Linked DNA regions of Danio rerio: region 1 is linked to region 2. A link is a contact called in public Hi-C data. All regions are on one chromosome and are shown on one strand. The core of a region is the stretch at or near the end of the contact, and the rest is flanking DNA. Distances in the headings are between cores, read along the strand shown. Region 1 overlaps nr6a1a (nuclear receptor subfamily 6, group A, member 1a). Region 2 overlaps nr6a1a (nuclear receptor subfamily 6, group A, member 1a).

Region 1 (5,876 bases), core at 752-3,251, 60 kb before region 2:
CCATGTGATTGGCTGATTAGAAGTTTGCGTTAACAAGCAGTTGGACAGGTGTACCTAATAAAGTGGCCGATGAGTTTAGTTAAGCCTTTAAATGTCACTTTAAGCTGTATAGAAGTGTCTTGAAGAATGTCTAGTCAAATTTGTGCATCATCATGGTAAAGAGAAAATGAATCATTTATTAGAAATGAGTTATTAAAGCTATTATGAAAAGAAATGTGCTGAAATATTCTTCTCTCCGTTAAACAGAAATTAGGGAAAAATATACAGGAGGGCGAATAATTCTAGAGAGAGATCTAGTTTGCTGGACATAATCTGTATTTCTGTGTAAAGTGTTGTTTTTGTAGCCACTTCACGTCCCCACTACATTCTGGAGGGTCTGTAATCTAAATCCAGATGCAAAGTAAACTGTCCTTTTCAAGTGTGTGTGTGTGTGTGTGTGTGTGTGTGTGTGTGTGTGTGTGTGTGTGTGTGTGTGTGTGTGTGTGTGTGTGTGTGTGTGTGTGTGTGTGTGTGTGTGTGTGTGTGTGTGTGTGTGTGTGTGTGTGATTTGAGCATTAGTTTGAGGGCTAATAGAGTTGTGTAGGGTCTAAACCCCAAATAAAAGCGAAGCGCTGCACTTAATCTGAGCAGCCTGTCAGCTTCCTGATCATCCCTCTGGTTTCCATGGCGACTCCAGCTGCCGTCCAATCAGCTGTGTGTGTGTGGCGGCCGTGTCCAATGGGATTATGGGAAAGCGGGCCAGTCAGCAGCACACGGGGTGTTGTGGTAAAGCCGCCGAGGTGTCCAGGGTTTTTGTTTGGATTTGTGGAGAGGGGTCGCCGCTGGGATGTTGTGTCTGCCACTGGGGTTGGGGTTTGTGACCTGTGCAGACGGACTAACACACACACACACACACACAAACACAAAAAAACACATGGTCAAACAGGCGCACACACAAACAGACAGACACAAACACACACAGTTAAACACGCACACAAACATGCACATACTCAAACCAAATTACATTCAAACAAAAACATTAAAACACACACTTTAAACACACACAAGCACACTTGTGAATGTGTGCGCACATGTATACATTCGTGCACACACACATACAAACACAAAAAAACACATGGTTAAACACACAACCAAACACACGCAAATACAGTTGCGAATGCGCGCACACACACACACACACACATACTCAAGTATACGAGCACACACACACATACAAACACAAAAACATGATTAAACGCACACAAACACACACATAAACACACTTGCACTCAAACAGGCACACACACAGACACAAACAGTTAAATGCGCACACACACTCGAACACAATTACATTCACACACAAAACATGGTTAAACACACACAAACACACACTTACACACTCAAATTACAAAAACATGGTTAAACACACACTTACACACTCAAACACAATTACATCCAAACACAAACATTTAAAAACACCCACAAACACACTTGTGACTGCACACATACACACGCACACACTTGAACACACACTCATTCATACACACAAACACACACACAAACACACTTTAGCACACTAACAAACTCACACATTTGAAAACACACTAATTTACAGACACACACATACACGTGAACACATTTAAACACACACACACACACACTCTCACACATTTACATAAACTCAATCACACCACACCTGTGTACACACACACACACACATTTGAAAACACAAACATACACAAACTCACACACTTGCTAACACAAACACACTCATTCACACAGAAATACACAAACACATTTGAAAACATATACACACACACACACACACACACACACACACACACACACACACACACAAACACATTTGAAAACACAATCACAAACACAATTACACATACATACATACATACATACACACACACACACACACACACACACACACACACACACACACACACACACACACACACACACACACACACACACACACAGAATCGTGTGTGAGGACAGAAGCTCCACACGGTGTCAGTATTGAGCAGTGTGTGTGTATGTTAAGGGCTCTCGCTCCTCATGTGCCCTCGATGAACTCGGCACCCAGATGCAGACGTTTGGCTCCGTTCCAACACATGCTTCTCTGCTGTCCTCACATAACAGGGCCAAACACACATACCTTCCCTCGCCGCGCCGCTCTCGCACAGATCACTTTCTTACAGACCCATTCAATGAAGCCGGCCCGAGGAACAGCCAGGGTGCGAATGGGCTATATATGCACAGCTAGTGTGTTTTCCCCCACAGATGAGGGTTTTCAATTTCTTAAGCTTGCTTTAACAGCGTTGATGTTGTAATAAAATTAAAATACAATCAGTTAAACAGACTTCAGCATTCGTTTACGAAAACGCATTCGAAAACGCCGGGGTAAAACAATAAATTTCCATGTTTTAAAGCTGCTGTATGTCAGTGTTTGACTCTTCCGAAGCAGAAAAGCAGCATCACATGTGTGGAGATATTCAGAAACATGCTCAGTGAATATTCTTGTTAATCTGAAAAGTCAGATATTCTGCTTTGAACATGTGCGTTACTTGCCGGAACGGCTGTCTATGTTTTGATCATTTAACCCGCCCAATGTCAGTTTAGCCAATTATATTTCAGCACCCCGGGTTGCCAGATGGTGGAAAACAGCGCATTTCATTCATTCAGTCAGTCAGTCAGGAAGGCTCTGAAGCATGTGTATGTGACTGAAATGCGACATCAGGTGGACAGTAGCAGACTCCAAAATGAGACGCAGATTCAGAGTTCCACATGAGGGTATTAATTAGTAGGGGTGTCACGATTTCTATTTTTAATCGAAATCGATCGAAATTTATGCTCAATTTCGATTATCGAATCAAAAAATAGAATCGTCGATGCAGCCACGCCCCCATGTCACGTCAGCTTGGCTTGCCAAGCGGGAAAAAAACAGTCTTGTTGAAGTGCTTGTTAAACTGCAGAAGCAGGAGACCCGTCGACAGAGCTTAAACCCTCTCCTCTTTCAATGAAGTCGCCGGTGTGGAAGAATTTTGGATTTCCAGTGAGTTATGTTGACAACGTTCATGATGTCGACAAAAAAAACACAGTTTTGCAAGCTCTGCTATGTACGTATTGGGATTCGTCCGATAGACAACACCGGCATCATGATCCTCCGCCCGCCCCCGTTGCAAATCCGCTGGCGAAAAGTACACACTCAGGCCCTGTTTACACTGTCTCTGTTTTTAAATGGCATTTTAGAACGACAACGATTTGACATCCACAGTGGCGTGTAGCATTTCTGAGCAGCCCTCCTTCCTCTCTACCTCTGAAAATGCACATCACGTGACCACACACACACAGACGCACACACAGCCATGCGCTCGAGACAGCGGGTCCAGGCAGTCAGAGGACTGCTTCAATCTTTCACTCACTTGTACTTGGTCATTTTAGCGAACACCTCAGATACTGTTGGCTGGTTCCTGTTGGTTGTGCGTCTTTTTTACCGACGCCATTATAACGACACAGATCACTGCCTATTCACGAGTCCCGCAGAAACAGTGATTGACAGGTGGTAATTATGTGTGTGTCTTGCCTTTATTCATTTACTGTATGATTTGTTTATGGGTAAAACAAAGACCATGCAGGTCAGGTAGTTTAAACGGTAGGCTACAAGTAATTAATTGGTCATTAATTAATTTAATTATTTATAATCGAGAATCGAATCGTGACTTTAGAATCGAAAATGTAATCAAATTGAGGATTCGGAGGATCGTGACACCCTTAGTGATTAGCAAATACTATAAATATCACGAGCGTAAACATTAGGTGAGCATGTCACATTGTAGTCTTCTCATCAGTGACATTGCATCTACACAGTCTTTAAGTCAGTGTGTGTAAAGATTTTGGACATCTTCATGGACTTTTAATGCTTCCAAACAGTTTGCTGCAATAGTAAATCGCTTGAGGTAGTTCATTCTGATGTGATTTACCTTCTATGTGTGATTTGATTGGACGGGAATCACAGGACTGACTTTTCTAATCCCCATACACAAAATACAGTAGTGACTGCAGGTTGAAGGAAAGTACTGGAGTAAAAGTACCAATACTGCGGTAAAAATGCACTCAAAGTAAAAGTACACATTTTTAAAACTACTTCCTGAGGAAAAACTACTCAACTGCAGTCATTTGAGTGTTCGTAATTTACTTTACACCACTGCTATTAAAGACTCTGACAATGTCCTGCTGCCTGTGTGATCCATAAAGGCTTCTGAATGCAAAACCGACTCATTTTCACCAGCGATCCAAACCCCTGCTGTGTGTTTGCTTTGGCTTTGTTGGGAACGGTGTTATTTTCTTGCTCGTCTGATGGTGTTTGACTGGGGGTCAGGCTGCCGGACTGCTTCCCGGTCACCCAGAAGTGGGTCAGTCTGTTCTCCTGTCACATCAGTGCATTCGCTGGGTCAAATGAGCATGAAAAACGCTCGAGTCACGCATTTCTGTGATTTAGACGCACATCGGTTTTCCTCTTCACGATACACGATCATCCAATTAACCCATATCATAGTCACGTTAATGCAAGCAAGCTTAATACGTCATTAAATAAAGCAGATTTTCATGCCTCTTGTGTTCTCACATTGTGTTAATTGACCATCCTCCTGACATTAAAATGTGGAATCATGCTGTTATCTGCAGCTCGCATCCATATTCAGTGACCTGGACTGAAAAACACAGCAATTGCACATTTTAAAGGAGTAAATCACCCAGAAACATGAACCATTCATAATTTGCATCTCCTCATGTCGCACCAAAACCCATTAGACTTTCCTCCATTGGTGGTTTTCTATACGGTTACAATGAATGCTTATAAGAGTTATAAATGGATGGAAATGTGTAAAATGACAAGGTCATTGTGTTATACAGTGGTGAAAATAAGTATTGAACACATTGTCATGCTTTTTCAAGGGATTAATAATTTTAAAGGAGCTGTTAACATGGAATTGAAGCAGATTTTGGTAAAAACTCAATAAGTATGAACATAAAAATAAAACAAAACAAAAAATTCTGAGAAATTATGTGTAATAAGTAGGGTTGTCACAATATACCGGTATGACGGTCTACCACGATTTGAACGTGCACGATTATCATACCATGAACAATTGCATATCAACGGTTTTAACCCTTAAAGACCGAGACAGCCGCCCGCGGCTAAAAATAAGTATAGCTCTTAAATGTTTAATAACTTTTGATCCGCTGATCCGATTCATACAATTCAAAGATTGGCATAAAGAAGAGAGTCTCAGCTTTCCAGTGCTGTATCACATAACAATCGCGGACTTTCAGAGGCTCCGGAATCAGTGCAGTTACGTCATCAAAATTTGACAACGCTGATTTGACAAAGAAACGCTCGTCACTGTGTCTCCGGACAAACCAGACATCATACATTGATGCATTGTCCCTCCTCCATGCCCAGATTGGTTCAAACTCGCTATATCACAACCAATACGCATAGGTTTCACTTTTGTTTGTGGACCAACACTGAGCTTTTTGAACAACACGGAATGAGAGATAGGCATACATTTATGCGCGGCTAAATAAAACGCAAAAAAAAAAGTTTTGCATGAAATAATTCTCATACTAAGTATGTTTGCATGCACAGCAGCACAGAAACATGACAAAACAGTGACACAGCAAAGCCGAACTGCTGCTCTTGCTGTTTTCAAAAGACGCAAGTGAAGGTGCAGCTGTTTGTCTGCATTGCAGACAACCATATCCAAATCCATATCCACAGACAACCATATCCATGCTGGCACATAAAACCTAAGGATGTTCCATATTGAATCTAGTTTCGTTATGTAACTATTTATAGTATAGTAAATATTTATATCTATTTT
Region 2 (5,944 bases), core at 3,397-5,896:
TGATCTAGGTGCATAGTCTAAAGCTCGTGGTGCAAAAGCATTAAGGGTGTGTTCGAATCCACTTTTGCTTTTTAAGGATGGTAAAATACGCTCTGTGCCCTGACGCATGCTTTAACAGGGCTGTGCTTATTCTCTGTATGAGGTCTGAGTGTGTTTTGAGCATAATGTGCATTAAACCAACCAGAGTCTCATTTCACAGTCCTTTTTAAGAGTCGGTTGTGTCGCTCTATGGTGCATTTGCTATTTACATGGTAGATTTTATAAGCGTAAAAACTGAACGCTTCACTAGTGAGAACACAGTTAAACAGAGCATCTGCAGCACGAGGATAAAGAACGAGCCTCCTCCATTCAGCCTCTTTACTTTCTCTTTACTTTACTCCTTTACTTTGGTTAAGTGAAGAAACGGTGGAAACTCTCTTCACTAAACACATCCATTAGCCCACATATTTCATTTCCTTGGTAAAGTGCAAAGATTTGTGTCAACTATTTCTAAATTCAGTTCTAATATTTTATACATAAGTTATATCCAAACACATGTTCTGTTCTCATGCCCCATATGCTGATGCAGACGTCTCCAAAACCCCACAGCTGGACACATCTACACTTGTGTTTATTAAAACAAATATAAATATACAGATAATAAATAATACTGCTAATAATAATAATCACGTTATACAGATGCAGATCGTTATCAATAAACTGAAAAAGCCCCCCGAGGAGAAGAAGGCATAGAGGCAGTGCTGTTTATACTGATGGAGAAAATCATCATTTCTGGATCATTTTAATCTTTAAGTGTTTTCATCTGTAAAGATATTTGTGTGTTGCTGTTCATCCTGTGTATATTCAGCAGTGTGTAAGCGTCTGGACCTGCATAGGTGCATAACTAACGCGCTCTGCTGGACTTTAGAGCAGCTTTTAGTTGGTCAATGGCACTGTTGGTCTATTTCAGTTCCTCAAAATAGCAACGCACCAACAGTGCACCTTAACACACCTCCCTTATAGACCAGCACACACATGAGTCCACAAAGTGGTGCAAATAGATTTGATATTTAAATAATATGGTGCAAAACGTGAAAATTAGGGTTGCGCTGGTCTAAAAACGGCAATAAATCACGTCTTGCTCCTTATTGCGCCGGGTGTATGATGGAGCCCATTATCTTCAGCAGCTCAAACACTCTAATGGCTAATGGACGATTGGCTGCTTCTCAGTCATGGCTGCTGTTTATGCTAATGAGGGAGAGATTGTCACTAGTGGGCGGGGCTTTCCCGCTCTGATGACGCACAAATAGAGAATGTCAAAGTGTTTCTGCAGGCTGTTTTGATCAAGTCTGATTATAAACAGTAGAATTAATACGTTCACCATTAGAGGCTGGATATATTCACACTGCTACTGTGTTTTAACCCCTTATAAAAGTGATTTTTGCAGAATCACAGATTAATTAGTTATGAACTACAACCTAACAGCAGTGTTATTATTTTTTATTTTTTATTTCTTGCTTGCTGGTTAAATCTTTGGACATCGCCATCCAAAATCCATTTGTTTTATTCGAGTGAGCTGTTATGTTCTGAGCCACTCGTCATGATGGATGTAATGAGCACTGGTGGTTTCATTCAGCGCACATTGAGATCTTGTAATGTCAGAGAGATTTGCTCTTGCGGTTGTACTGTAGTTGTAAACCTGACGAGATCTCATAAACCTTGTATAAATATTGATTTTGGGACTCGAGTAACATCTTTCCTTTGCAGCGGTGCAGCCTCATAAATCAGACTGCCAAAAATCCTCATCTTCCATTATTACTGGCAGCCAAACTCCACTTTGTGAAGCTGATTGCTTTAGGAGTGTTTCCAGGACCTGGATAAAGCTCAGGATGCTAACAGAGAAATCCAAACTATTAGTGTCAGTCAGTTGTGCTCGGTTATTTATCCTATCTGTTGTTTATCTATGCGTTTAATATTGAACAATATATAATATACAATATTATATGTGGTTTGCACTGTGCCCTCACAGCAAAAAGGACTCCCGAGTGTGTTTCTGTGTGGAGTTTGCATGTTCTCCCCGTGTTGGCGTGGGTTTCCTCCGGGTGCTCAGGTTTCCCCCACAGTCCAAACACATGCGCTGTGAATGAGTGTGTATGGGTGTTTCCCAGTGCTGGGTTGCAGGTGGAAGGGTATCCGTTGTGTGAAACGTATGCTAGAATAGTTAATAGTTAATTCCGGTGTGGCGACCCCTGATAAGTCAGGGACTAAGCCGAAGGAAAATAGATGAAGCATGAATATATAAATCGTTTATATTATTTATACAACAATGACCGTGCTACTTTACATTTGATTGTTCAATTTCTATACTTTAAGACTTCCTGGATTGATTTATTTTTGCTAGTAATGTATTTATGCAGATGCATGGCATAGAAAAAAGACTTGATCATCCCATCCCATCATCTAAATTAATGAAATATTTCCATGTAAAATATTTCCATAATTTTTAATTTAATCAAAAATGGTCAAATGAGTAATGTAAAATTGTAAAATTTAATGTAACTGTTTTGATATTTAAATACGTAGTCAGTGTGAATCAGAAGCTGCCGAGTCTTTTATTTTGGCATGTTGATGTACTTACTATTGAAACTGAATATTGAGTAACATGCATGAAATAAGCATACATTTGTTTTCAGTGGATTAACTTAGATTAATTGTTCACCCAAAGAATAAACATTGAAAAATAAACATTGTACATTATTGTCCTTTAAAAGCTTGCCATATTAACAATGTATGGTATGTACAAAAGAAAAAAAAAAAACTACAAGTAAGAAAAGCAACAGAGAAAGTACAGGTTCTGGAAATAAACACACTTGATGGGTATTTTGGATTAACTCATTTAAACATAATGAGATCTAGGGAAAGCAAAATAATCTGTGTTTTTCTGAAGATTTGACATAGGATTAGTTCTTCTCCCACATTGACACATTATTTAGCTTGTTTTAATAAAAAAGTCGTTAATTTTGACTCATTCTTTCTGAAAACAAGCCAATATTTTGTACTGGTCTAGAAAATGCTTCTTGATTTAAGAAGTTTTATATATTTGGACTAAAAACATAACAAAAACTTGAAGTAAGAGAAGCAACAGAGAAAGTAAAGGTTCTGGAAATAAATACGCTTGATGGTTATTTTGTTTTAACTCATTTAAACAGAATGAGATATAGGGAAAGCAAAATAATTTTGTTTCTTATTGTGACATAAGTTTATTTCACTTATTCCATTGGCAGAATGTTTTGCTTGGTTCAAGGAAAAACTCACTTCATAAGTTAAAAACTCTAGATTATACCGATATAGAAACTTTTTTTATCCAGTGAGTGCTAAGCTATTAAATAGTGGTGGCTTAGACTGAGAGTATCTCTGTCTCTCTTATTTATTTATGCATTTGTGGGTATGCATTTGTGGGGGTATAGATTTATTTATTTATGTACTTATCTGTTGTTTGTATTGTTTTTCTATGTATGTGATGACAAGAGCCCAAGACAAATTTCCCTAACTGGGACAATGAAGTTTTACCACACCTTACCTTACTTAATTTTGACATATTATTTATGAAAACAAGAGAATATTTTGTTCTTGTCTAGAAATGCTTCTTGATTTAAGAATTTTTTGATTTTTGGACTAGAAATGAGACAAAAACTTTAAGTAAGAAAAGCAACATAGAAAGTAAAGGTTCTGGAAATAAATACGCTCGATGATTATTTAGGATGAACTCATTTAATGAGATATAGGAAAAGCAAAATAATCTTGTTTTTTTTAAATAAGACTTGACATAAGATTATTTCACTTCCCCCATTGGCAGATTATTTTGCTTATTTTAAGGAAAAACTCACTTAATTTTGACTCATTATTTATGAAAACAAGACAACATTTTGTACTTGTCTAGAAAATGCTTCTAGATTTAAGAATCTTTTGACTATAGACAAGACAAAAACTCTACGTAAGAAAAGCAACAGAGAAAGTAAAGGTTCTGGAAATAAACACACTTGATGGGTATTTTGGATTAACTCATTTGAATGAGATATTGGAAAAGCAAAGTAATCTTGTTCTTTATTTTGACATAAGAATATTTCAGCTACCTGATTGACAGATTATCTATAGTTTCAAAGAAAAACTAACTTAATTTAGATTTCTAATTTATTTTATTTTTTAAATTTATTCATTATTTTTAGATATTTGGACTAGAAACAAGACAAAAACTCTAAATAAGAAAATCCTCTTCTTTTCAGTGTATTAGGAAAATGACGCTCTGTAATGTAGTTAAAGTTGTGCAGGTTTAGACTCTTTGAAAGGTCTTTCGGTGTGTTGATTGAGTGCATTTAAAGACGCCTCTGGTGTGTTAACCACCATACTGTGACAATATTATGTTTCAAAAGACTAGGCTTTTTTTTGTTCTTGCCACAAAAAATGCCACAAAAAAGCAACAGCTCTGCATTCCATACACATAACTGGAGTGATTAATGATTGTCTAATTCCAGCACACACTTTTTCCCCCTTATCGTAACAACTATATTAAATTTCTGCAGTAATAAATATGCATTTGTCATCAGAGCATTAACTGAGATCCTTCAGAGCTTGTGTGTTGTGCGCCAAAACTTCATGATCCCTGACATGTTCCCCACCCCCAACACACACACACATACACACACACTGGGATCTGGGGGCCCCTGACCGCATCCTGCAGCTGTCTCCTACGTGACAGACCCATTTCAAACTGTTTCAAACTCAAATATTACCTTTAACTCTCTGAATCTAACACATTTTGTGTCTCTAGCTGTGTTTCAATCCACCTATTTTTGTGCACATTTTGAAAAATTGCGTTAAAAACACTTATTGAAAACACTGAGACGTGCATAAATTCAGAAAATTTGCATTAGAAAAGCTGAGTAGATCATACGTTTGAGAAAAGGTTCATAAACCATAATGGAAGCACATTTAGGGTAAAATTAGTAAAGTGATATGATTTAGTTTGAGCAGATGATTTGTTGATGAAAATGTGTGTGATGTGAGACATTGATGGACAGACTAGCATTTAGATCACATTGTAAAATCTGAAATGTTGTTTTGCTGATTGTAAAACACTTTCGCCATCAGTGCTTTAGTATTATTCATCCCAAAAGCCACTGCGTTCATTGCATTTCATCTTTATCTTCTGAGGCGCAACTCATTTATTAGAGAAGAAAACACAGGTACGAGAGATGTCACTGGGCTGGTACCTTTTTAAAAGGTACATATTTGTACTTAAAGTGTTCAGATTGGTAACTTGAGGTATATATTAGTACCTAAAGATCGCAAAAGGTAGACTTTTGTACTTTTTAAGTACTAATATAATAAATACCCTTGAGGTATTAATAAGGACCATTTAGTAACAAATGTATACCATTTATTACCTTTATTTATTCATCTATTTTTATTGGTTTATTAAACTTTTTTTAAATGGCACGATAGTTTTACAGTGCTGCATGGTATGTGGTATATATTGTTACCGCAGAATAAAATGTATACCGTAAAATAATTATTTTATTGTGTGCATACTGTTAATATTTGCAGAAACCTTCACAAAGCTCTCTGGTGGATTTACGAGAAATGGCATGTATGAAAAAACGTGCCTCAGTAACGTATTTTGAGATGTACATGGGACCCTCTAGTGGACTAAAAAAAAATCTGGCTGAAAACATAGTCAAGGTTATGTATTTGTTGGTTTTCAAAAATGTAGCTCTGGGCACATATTTCCAATTGAAAAATAGCAAAAAAAACACTTGGTATGTGGTATACAGTTGAAGTCAGAATTATTAGCCCCCCCTGAATTATTAGCGCCCCTGTTTATTTAATTTTTGTTCTGTTCTGGGAAGATTGTTTCAGCACATTTCTAAGCATAATAGTTTTAAAAACTTATTTCTTATAACAGATT

The links. A called contact is a pair of places that touch in the nucleus more often than the background predicts.
Region 1: a contact with region 2 is called in a Hi-C map of embryo, with 2.0 times the contacts expected there. The contact joins two enhancer-like sites. A contact is called at or near these places in 2 of 18 Hi-C or Micro-C datasets (caudal fin and embryo).

What each region holds. Positions count from the first base shown.
Region 1 is chr8:63,025,211-63,031,086 of GRCz12tu, reverse strand. All of the region lies in intron 2 of nr6a1a (nuclear receptor subfamily 6, group A, member 1a), which reads left to right. Among named protein-coding and RNA genes, the nearest start is that of mir181b-2, 8.5 kb to the right of the region's middle. Within about 2 kb of position 2,001, at least 33 of the 62 cell types and tissues checked have an H3K27ac peak or open chromatin away from gene starts, as enhancers often do.
Region 2 is chr8:62,967,638-62,973,581 of GRCz12tu, reverse strand. All of the region lies in intron 2 of nr6a1a (nuclear receptor subfamily 6, group A, member 1a), which reads left to right. Among named protein-coding and RNA genes, the nearest start is that of mir181a-2, 49 kb to the left of the region's middle. Within about 2 kb of position 4,646, at least 27 of the 62 cell types and tissues checked have an H3K27ac peak or open chromatin away from gene starts, as enhancers often do.